Regions from separate parts of the Mus musculus genome. Here region 1 is linked to region 2. Evidence: chromatin contacts called from public Hi-C data. All regions are on one chromosome and are shown on one strand. The core of a region is the stretch at or near the end of the contact, and the rest is flanking DNA. Distances in the headings are between cores, read along the strand shown.

Region 1 (3,490 bases), core at 114-2,613, 52 kb before region 2:
GTCTCATCTGCTTCTGTTTCCTTGGGCACGTGCCTTTACCAGCTGAGCCATCGGCTCTGAGGAACTGTTTTTTTTTTTGGTGGGAGTACTATGTGTTGTGTGTTTGTGTGGTGTGTGTGTGTGGGGGGATTCATGTGAGTGTGCAGACCAGCTTTGAACTCCTGATCCTCCTTCTCCATTCAATGTTTCTTCAACTATAAAAGAAAACTACTAAAAAATATGTGCCTTGGGGCAAGAGACATGGCTCAGTTAGTAACAGAACTTGCTCTCCAAACATGACGACCTGAGCTTGGATTCCCAGGACACATATGAAAAGCTGGACATAGCTGTACGTACTTGAAACCCCAGCATTGCGGCAGAGACAGGTGGATTGCGAGAGCTCACTGGCAATCCAGCCCAGCTGAAATTCAAGCTTCCCACTCAGTTAAGAGACCCCGTCTCAAGGTAGGAGGGCAGTGGGTGACAGGGTGCCTGATGGCGTGGGCTTTGCATGCACACATGTGAGTACACATATTGGCATACTTATATGACAATTGGTTGTCCCCCCCCCCCCCCAGCCCTCCTCTCAAACCAAATCAACCAGACAAAAAAACCACAACACAACAATACAGAACATTCAAAAATCTCAGTAAAGTCAACCGTTGCCTGGGTAGTCGGGGAGTCTCCACTTTCTCCCAAAGAACATTCGTTGCTTAGAGTAAATTTTCACTGATGTTCAGAGTCAAACATTTTATTTCTGAGCCTTCCATTTTGGCAGGGCTCAAGCCTGCACTGGTAATGTTTGGTGCTGGGTAATGCTTTGTTTTGGAGGCTGTTTTATGCACGGCAGGATGCCAGCAGCATCAGAAGCACCCCTTTTCTACCCAGCCCAGTTGTAGTAACCGGAGTGTTTGCAGGCATAGCCAGATATGCCCAGTGGGTTAAAATCTCACTCAGTGGAGCACATTGAGTTATAGCAACAATGTCAAACTCCACACTGGGGTACTCAGTGAATGGAGACAGGCCGAGTACGTTTGACACGGAGACTGGCTTAAGAAACCTGGAAGACCCTGTTGTTTTAACTATAGGGCTCTGTGGGGAATGGCAGCTTGACACGGACCTTATGTGAGGATGGCCTTTTAGAATGAAAATTAAATTGCAGCAGAGCCTGCCTTTGGAGGCCTCATCTGTGAAGCTCCCTTTTTAGGAATTTGCAGAGAGAGAGGGAGAAAAAAAAAACCCTCCTAGCTTTAGAGTTACTGGAGCTTTGTGAATAAAAGTGCTTTTTGTTGAAGAGCCAACCGAAAGCTGGAAGGTCTTTCTTTGAGTCCTCTGACACTCAGGAAATGTACAGCGAGCTGAAAACATTCCTGTGCTGTGTGGAGCGAGCACCCTGGCGAGCCTGCTTTTCTGGTTCTATAGCCTCTGCAGTCAGATGGCTTGTGAATGCGTGGTTTTGTGGCATGTCACAGAAGTATGCTGGTTTTTGTACACAGAGCTGATAAAGCCTGCTGTGTTTTATCAACTATGGTTGCGTTCTTGATTAAGTTTATTTGTATTGTATTGTTTATTGGTCTATGTGTATATGTGTGTGGGGGCAGGCAGGTCGATGTTACGTGTCTTCTTGTATTACTTTCCACATTATTTCCTTAGACCGTGTTTCTCAATGAGCTCAGAATTTACTAGTCTGCTGGATTGGCTGGCTAGCAAGCCCCGGGTCCTCCTGTCTCTGCCTTTTTAATGTTGCATTACCATGGTTCTGTGAGAACTCAGGCTTCACACACTTTATAGACAACCATCTTCCCAGCCCTTACTTTTATTTTTGAACCAAGATTTCATGTAGCCCAGAGTGGCTTCAAACTCTCTCTGTAGCTGACCTAATTTGGCCCTTCTGCCTCCATTTACCAAGTGTTGACATTCCAGGTGTGTGCCAGTGTGCCGAGCTAAGTTTATTTCTAAGAGCAGTTTTAGGCTTACGGCTGCGTTAAGTAGAAGAAATTTCAGAAATTTCATATCCCCTCGTCAAACCTACAAATTCAGCAACCACACTTGGCACCATCCATTCAGGATGGCAGATGCAGCGACTCTTCCGCAGTGCCGTTATCTCGCAGACGCCCTGGTTCACTTCAGGGCTCACTTGCGGCAGTGTGCGTTCTGTGGCTTTGGATAGGCACGTAGTGGCATAGGATGGTGATTCCTTTTTCCTGAGTTCCTTTAGGACCCACGTTGGCCCACACATCCATTTGTCAGAATGCCTCAGTGCCTGCTATGTACCAGGCTGTTTTTGAGCCTTTGAGCAATTATTTGGAAAGTTAATTAAACGTCAGTCAGAGGCTTTGGTCATGGCTTGTGCTAAGAAAATGTAATTTCTTAGCTTCGCACACAGCAGTAAAAGCAGAGGACTTACTTATTTATTTTTGATGATAAGCTCATTTTCTCAGTTTGGTGAAGTAGAGCTGTCTGGTTCGGTCTGAACCAGGGATTGGTGTGCTCTCTTCTGTAGCAAGCAGCCTTTTTTAGAGGCTACCTCCCTGTTCTTATCTTTGGTATAACTGGTGGGTGTAGCTCTCCTATGAATCTTGGTACATCTAACAGGGTACCTGGTGGACATTTCTGTCTTCTCATCCGTGTACCACAGCTGCCGCGGGGAAATGGCCAATTAACTGATGACGTCTTTGATTCTGGGGTACCTGTTTTTGTTATTCCCAGGGCCTAATAGGAATAGCTTCCATCCAGGGCTCTTGCTACTGTTGGGCTATTAAGTGGGGAAAGTTAAGTACCTGGCACAAGGTTATCTTAGGTGAAACTGGACTGAGGTTCAGCCTTCAGCTACCCACGAGCCTTTTCTTGCCTCTTCGGTGGTTGTTAAAGATCAAGAACTTAGAAAATGAAGGAGGATGTTAATGGAGAGATGACATTTACAGATAAACACTGTCCACATCCACATTCTTGCTGTATTTCTTAGGGTTTTATCCCCAGAGCACATTATAGACATGATTGTATGGTATTCCTGAAGTGATCATATGACAGAAATGATTCTTTTGGTGTTCTATTATGAATGGTTTCTCTTATTGGTAACTTTTTTTTTTAATACCCCGTTGTTAGTAGTTAGCAGTCTAGAACATATTTTTTTTTGGTAAGAATTTTAAGTTTACCAGTCTTATTACTCTGCATTTCATGATTTTGGGCATGTCATTTTCATAAAAGGTTAGGTATGAAGTGCTACCGTGAGTGTGTGCGTGCGTGTGTGTGTGTGGGCGTGTACGCACTGAAGCATGCACTGTGTTTGAGTGTCAAGGCTCTGGGGTGGTGGTGGTGGTGGTGGTGGTGGGATCCAAGCTAAAGCCGGAGGACTCTTACATTTGGTCTCCAGGTCAAGCTACTTGAGATCTTTTTGACTTAGAGGAAGTTATTTGATTATATTATTTCCACTCCCATACATAAGGAAGTATGGAAGATGTTTTTTCTCCTGATGACTTTGTTAACCTGCAAAAGTGGAAAAATATGCTCC
Region 2 (3,673 bases), core at 500-2,999:
AGGTGGCAGAGCTGGTAGTTATACACAGGGACTCTGCAGTCTGAGTACCACGGTTCAAATCCAGGCCTGCCATTCACCTCTTTATTAATGAGTCGTTTGAAAGACTGAGTTTGTGTCTGGGAGCATTTTAAACAGAGCCTGGTAGTCAGTGCTCTGAATGAATTGACGTCAACATGCTGAGCACAGGGACTCCGAGCTGTGATTCCTTTTTAACTCCAACAGATGATACTCTGCTTTTGCAGGCAGTACTGTTTACCTGACTCTGAGGGCGTGGCTGCTGCTGTCCTCTTTCTTGGGATGACGAAAGAGGCTGCTAGCTGCGGCATTGGCGCTTTAGACGCGTGCTTGGCCTTTGCGGGTGCGTCCTACTGGGATATTTATGATAGTGCTCTCTGACTGGAGTTACTTTTAGACTTGTCTCTTTTCCTCATTTTTGGCAAACAGCTAGAGGGCAGGATGGTTTCAGGTGGTCCTTAGATGAATGGATTCCAGGAGGGGCAACGCTGTATTGATACCAAGGCGGGTACTATGGGCAGGTGCCAGAAGCCACCATCCTAAAGAGTGATGGTTTTGTAGTTGAACTGGGCAAAATACACTTGCTTCCTTGTGCTGGCATGGCCTCTTGTGTTCTCCCCCTCCCCTTGGGTCCATCCTAGACTGTGTTGTTGACATATTGCCTGGCTCAGATGAGCTAAGAAAGGTTAAGCTTGAGAGAGGAGATGGTAGAAAGTTTTGGGGGACCTTGGGGATTCCGTTCCATCTCAGCTAATTGGTTCTTTTCTGTGACACTTATTGAGCACCTACTGTATGCACAGTGTTTCTGCTCCTGTGGAGGAAACAGTGGTGAAGGAGTGAGGGTGGTTTAGTTTTCCTGGCTGGTTATAGAAGAGACTTCTGAAGGGGTGGCCTTTTTGGGCAGGCCCTAGAAAATAAGTTTTGGGGCACTGATTTTGCAAGAGGGAATATATGTTTAAATGTCCTAAGGGGAAATCAGCTTCAAGAATACGAGTGTCACCAAGACTAGAGGAGCCTGCTGGGTACTTAAGGGTGGATTTTTAATCTGAGGGCAGTAGGGAATTGTGGGGCATTTTCCCTTCTTTTGGTTATTTTCTTTTTCTCAGTCACCATACTTTGGAAATTCCAATTACCAAAAGCATGTATTTAAGAGACAATGGGATTTGCGACCTTGAATTACATTAGGCTTTGGGGAAATAATGTATGGTATGGATGATAGTGAGAACCGCCGAAGGGACTCCCTGGCTCCCAAACGAAAGACTAACATTGCCAACTAAATCTGTAAGGCCTCACATTCTGCTCCTTCCCAAAGCTATATACCAGATAATTAGAAACTGATTGCCCTCTACTGATAGACTAAAGAAGGTTACTATTGTATAGTGAGAGATTACAAACCTATTGACTGCACTTCAGCCATGGCTTTAACAGTAGGCTGGCCCTGGACATGGCTAAAGGGAAGAGCTTGTGGCCTGCATTTCCTTTTGTATTCTCTGTAAGGCAGTTCACCTCCCAGGGGCAGGAGGGAGCACTGGCTTGCGGAGCTGTGAAAAACACTGGGTTTATGTAGTCAGCAGCCCCATGGCCTCAGTGAACCCAGTTAATCTTTTGTATAGTTGACTTGCTCTTTCCCTGTATTTACAGCCCCAGGACGCCCTCTCCATGGCCGTCTGCCTCCCGTGCACTCGATACCCACCCCCAACTGCTCTGCTTCTGATTTGCATTTTCACGGTTGAATGGATCTGCTGACTTCCCTTTTCTTTTCCGTTACAGGTCCTGTGCGCAGGTGCGGGTGAGTACCTTGCTCCTTTCCATTCTTGTGTTGTTTGCTACTGCCCCCTAGTGGACACAGTTGCATTAATGGCTAACATGGGGGGAAAAAATCACAGGAAAAAAAGATAACAAGAATCCACTTATGGGGTTGGAGAGATGGCTCAGTGGTTAAGAGCACTAGCCTCTCTTCCAGGGGACCTGAGTTCGATTCCCAGCGGTGGCTCACAACTGTCTGTAACTCAAGTTCCAGAGGGTCTGGCATCCTTGCACAGACATGCAGGCAGAACATCAATGCATATAGAAACATAACAACCCCCCCAAAATACAATGAAGATAGAAACTGTAAGTGAAAGGAGCATTCAGTTAGTTGTTTAACCACAACTATAAAAATTCTTTGTTTTCTCAACTGAATGACGGTGATATAGCACTGTATTCCCAGTTCCTCGGGAGTCTACGTCAGCAGATTCTTTTGAGCTAGGGAGTTTGGGGGCTTCCTGGGGGACATAGTTAAACCACCAGCTCATAAAATCATTGGATTTCTTGTGATTTTCTTTCACCAGCCCACACCCATGTGTGAGATAAATATACTGAAACTGTAATACTGAATATTTCTATTTTATGTGATATGTATTATTTTGCAAGCACTTTCTTATGTTGCTGTTTTACTACACTTACAATATGGTGTTGTGGGATTATAGAAATTCTTGGAAAGCAGAGATAGCCTCCTATATTTTTTGATTTTGCGTGTCAGCCTGGGAGTGAGTCTATAGCTCATGGTTGCGTACTTGCCCGATACATATGAAGTTCTGGCATCCTTTGAAAGGTAAGTTATACAAAGTTCCTTTCCTCTTGGCCCTCCAGTGCTGTGTGGAGGCCTGAGTCCCAGTTGGAGCTGGGTACTTTTCCTGGTCTGTAGGAAGACAAGATAAATACAGATGCCTGCCTAATATTATGGTGACGATGGTTTATATAGCTAAATACATCCAGCTGAAAGCACTGTTCTGGGATCAAGACCTTACTGTTTCTGTAGGAGGATAATAGTAGTTACTACTTTAAAAAAAGGTATATTTTTGGGAAAAAAATGGTAGCATTTTTTGCCCCTAAAATTCAGGACTTTTTTTTTCTTTTCCAGCAAAGCCAAACCGAACCAAACCAACCAACCAAAAAACAACCCAAAGCCTAGGACTCATTGAGATAAAATGATTGGCTTGGTCTCCCCAAGGAGGGCAGAGCTTGCTGAACCCCTCTAATAAGGCAAATCTTTGTTAATAGCAGTAATTATGCAGAACTTTCACAGACAGTGGGGTGCCCACACAGGCAGGCACTGTCTCTCCCGTGAGCCAGCCTGGTAGATAAGTTGGAGAATAGCTGGAGCTCTGCAGAATTTCACTGCTCTAGTGCAGTCTAGCTCAGAGGGTGGAGTGTTATTGAATGCTCATGGCAGGGAACAAAACTCCAGAGCTACCCTAGAAGGCTTTCCCTGGGAACTAAGGACTCCAGAGCCACGGGAGGGGCTCTGCGTTAGTCTGCTGGGTGACCCTCAGGATCACGCCACATTCTGTCTCCCCACACTTCAGGAGGTTCTTTCTCTCAGCCCTGAGAGCTGTGTCATCATGGTGCTGCCTCCAGCCCCTGCCTACATACTAATCTGCTCTTCTTATATGAATGGCAGCTTTATGGGGAGAGACCCCCCACTCTCATGACCTCATTTGGACTTAACCCCTTGACACCCTATCTTGCAAGTGTGCACACATTTGGAAGTACTGGTATATGGAGTACTTTAATGTATGGGTTTGGGGGATGACATCATTTAGTCTATAACTTACAGGGAGTGGGATTTAGGTGCAGACTCCAGAATCGATGTCTGGATTAAAGCTATAGAGTTACC

What was found. Hi-C and Micro-C count contacts between places; a contact is called where the count stands out from the background.
Region 1: a contact with region 2 is called in a Hi-C map of cerebral cortex, with 2.5 times the contacts expected there. The contact joins two enhancer-like sites. A contact is called at or near these places in 7 of 39 promoter capture datasets (the C10 cell line, cranial neural crest, embryonic stem cells and 3 more), 1 of 15 datasets of contacts at CTCF or cohesin (CD8 T cells), 26 of 484 Hi-C or Micro-C datasets (B cells, the C10 cell line, the C2C12 cell line and 16 more), 5 of 115 datasets of contacts at active chromatin or transcription factors (CD8 T cells, bone marrow-derived macrophages, embryonic stem cells and 2 more) and 4 of 9 other capture datasets (adipose tissue, liver, macrophages and 1 more).

Annotation. Positions count from the first base shown.
Region 1 is chr2:90,524,619-90,528,108 of GRCm38.p6, reverse strand. All of the region lies in intron 1 of Ptprj (protein tyrosine phosphatase, receptor type, J), which reads left to right. Among named protein-coding and RNA genes, the nearest start is that of Ptprj, 54 kb to the left of the region's middle. Within about 2 kb of position 1,363, at least 77 of the 459 cell types and tissues checked have an H3K27ac peak or open chromatin away from gene starts, as enhancers often do. A contact at or near this core is called in cerebellum, cerebral cortex and forebrain, where this site is marked.
Region 2 is chr2:90,473,102-90,476,774 of GRCm38.p6, reverse strand. Ptprj (protein tyrosine phosphatase, receptor type, J) reads left to right here. Exons shown (of 24, transcript NM_008982.6): 2 at 1,786-1,804. Among named protein-coding and RNA genes, the nearest start is that of Olfr1274, 74 kb to the right of the region's middle. Within about 2 kb of position 1,749, at least 241 of the 459 cell types and tissues checked have an H3K27ac peak or open chromatin away from gene starts, as enhancers often do. A contact at or near this core is called in cerebellum, cerebral cortex and forebrain, where this site is marked.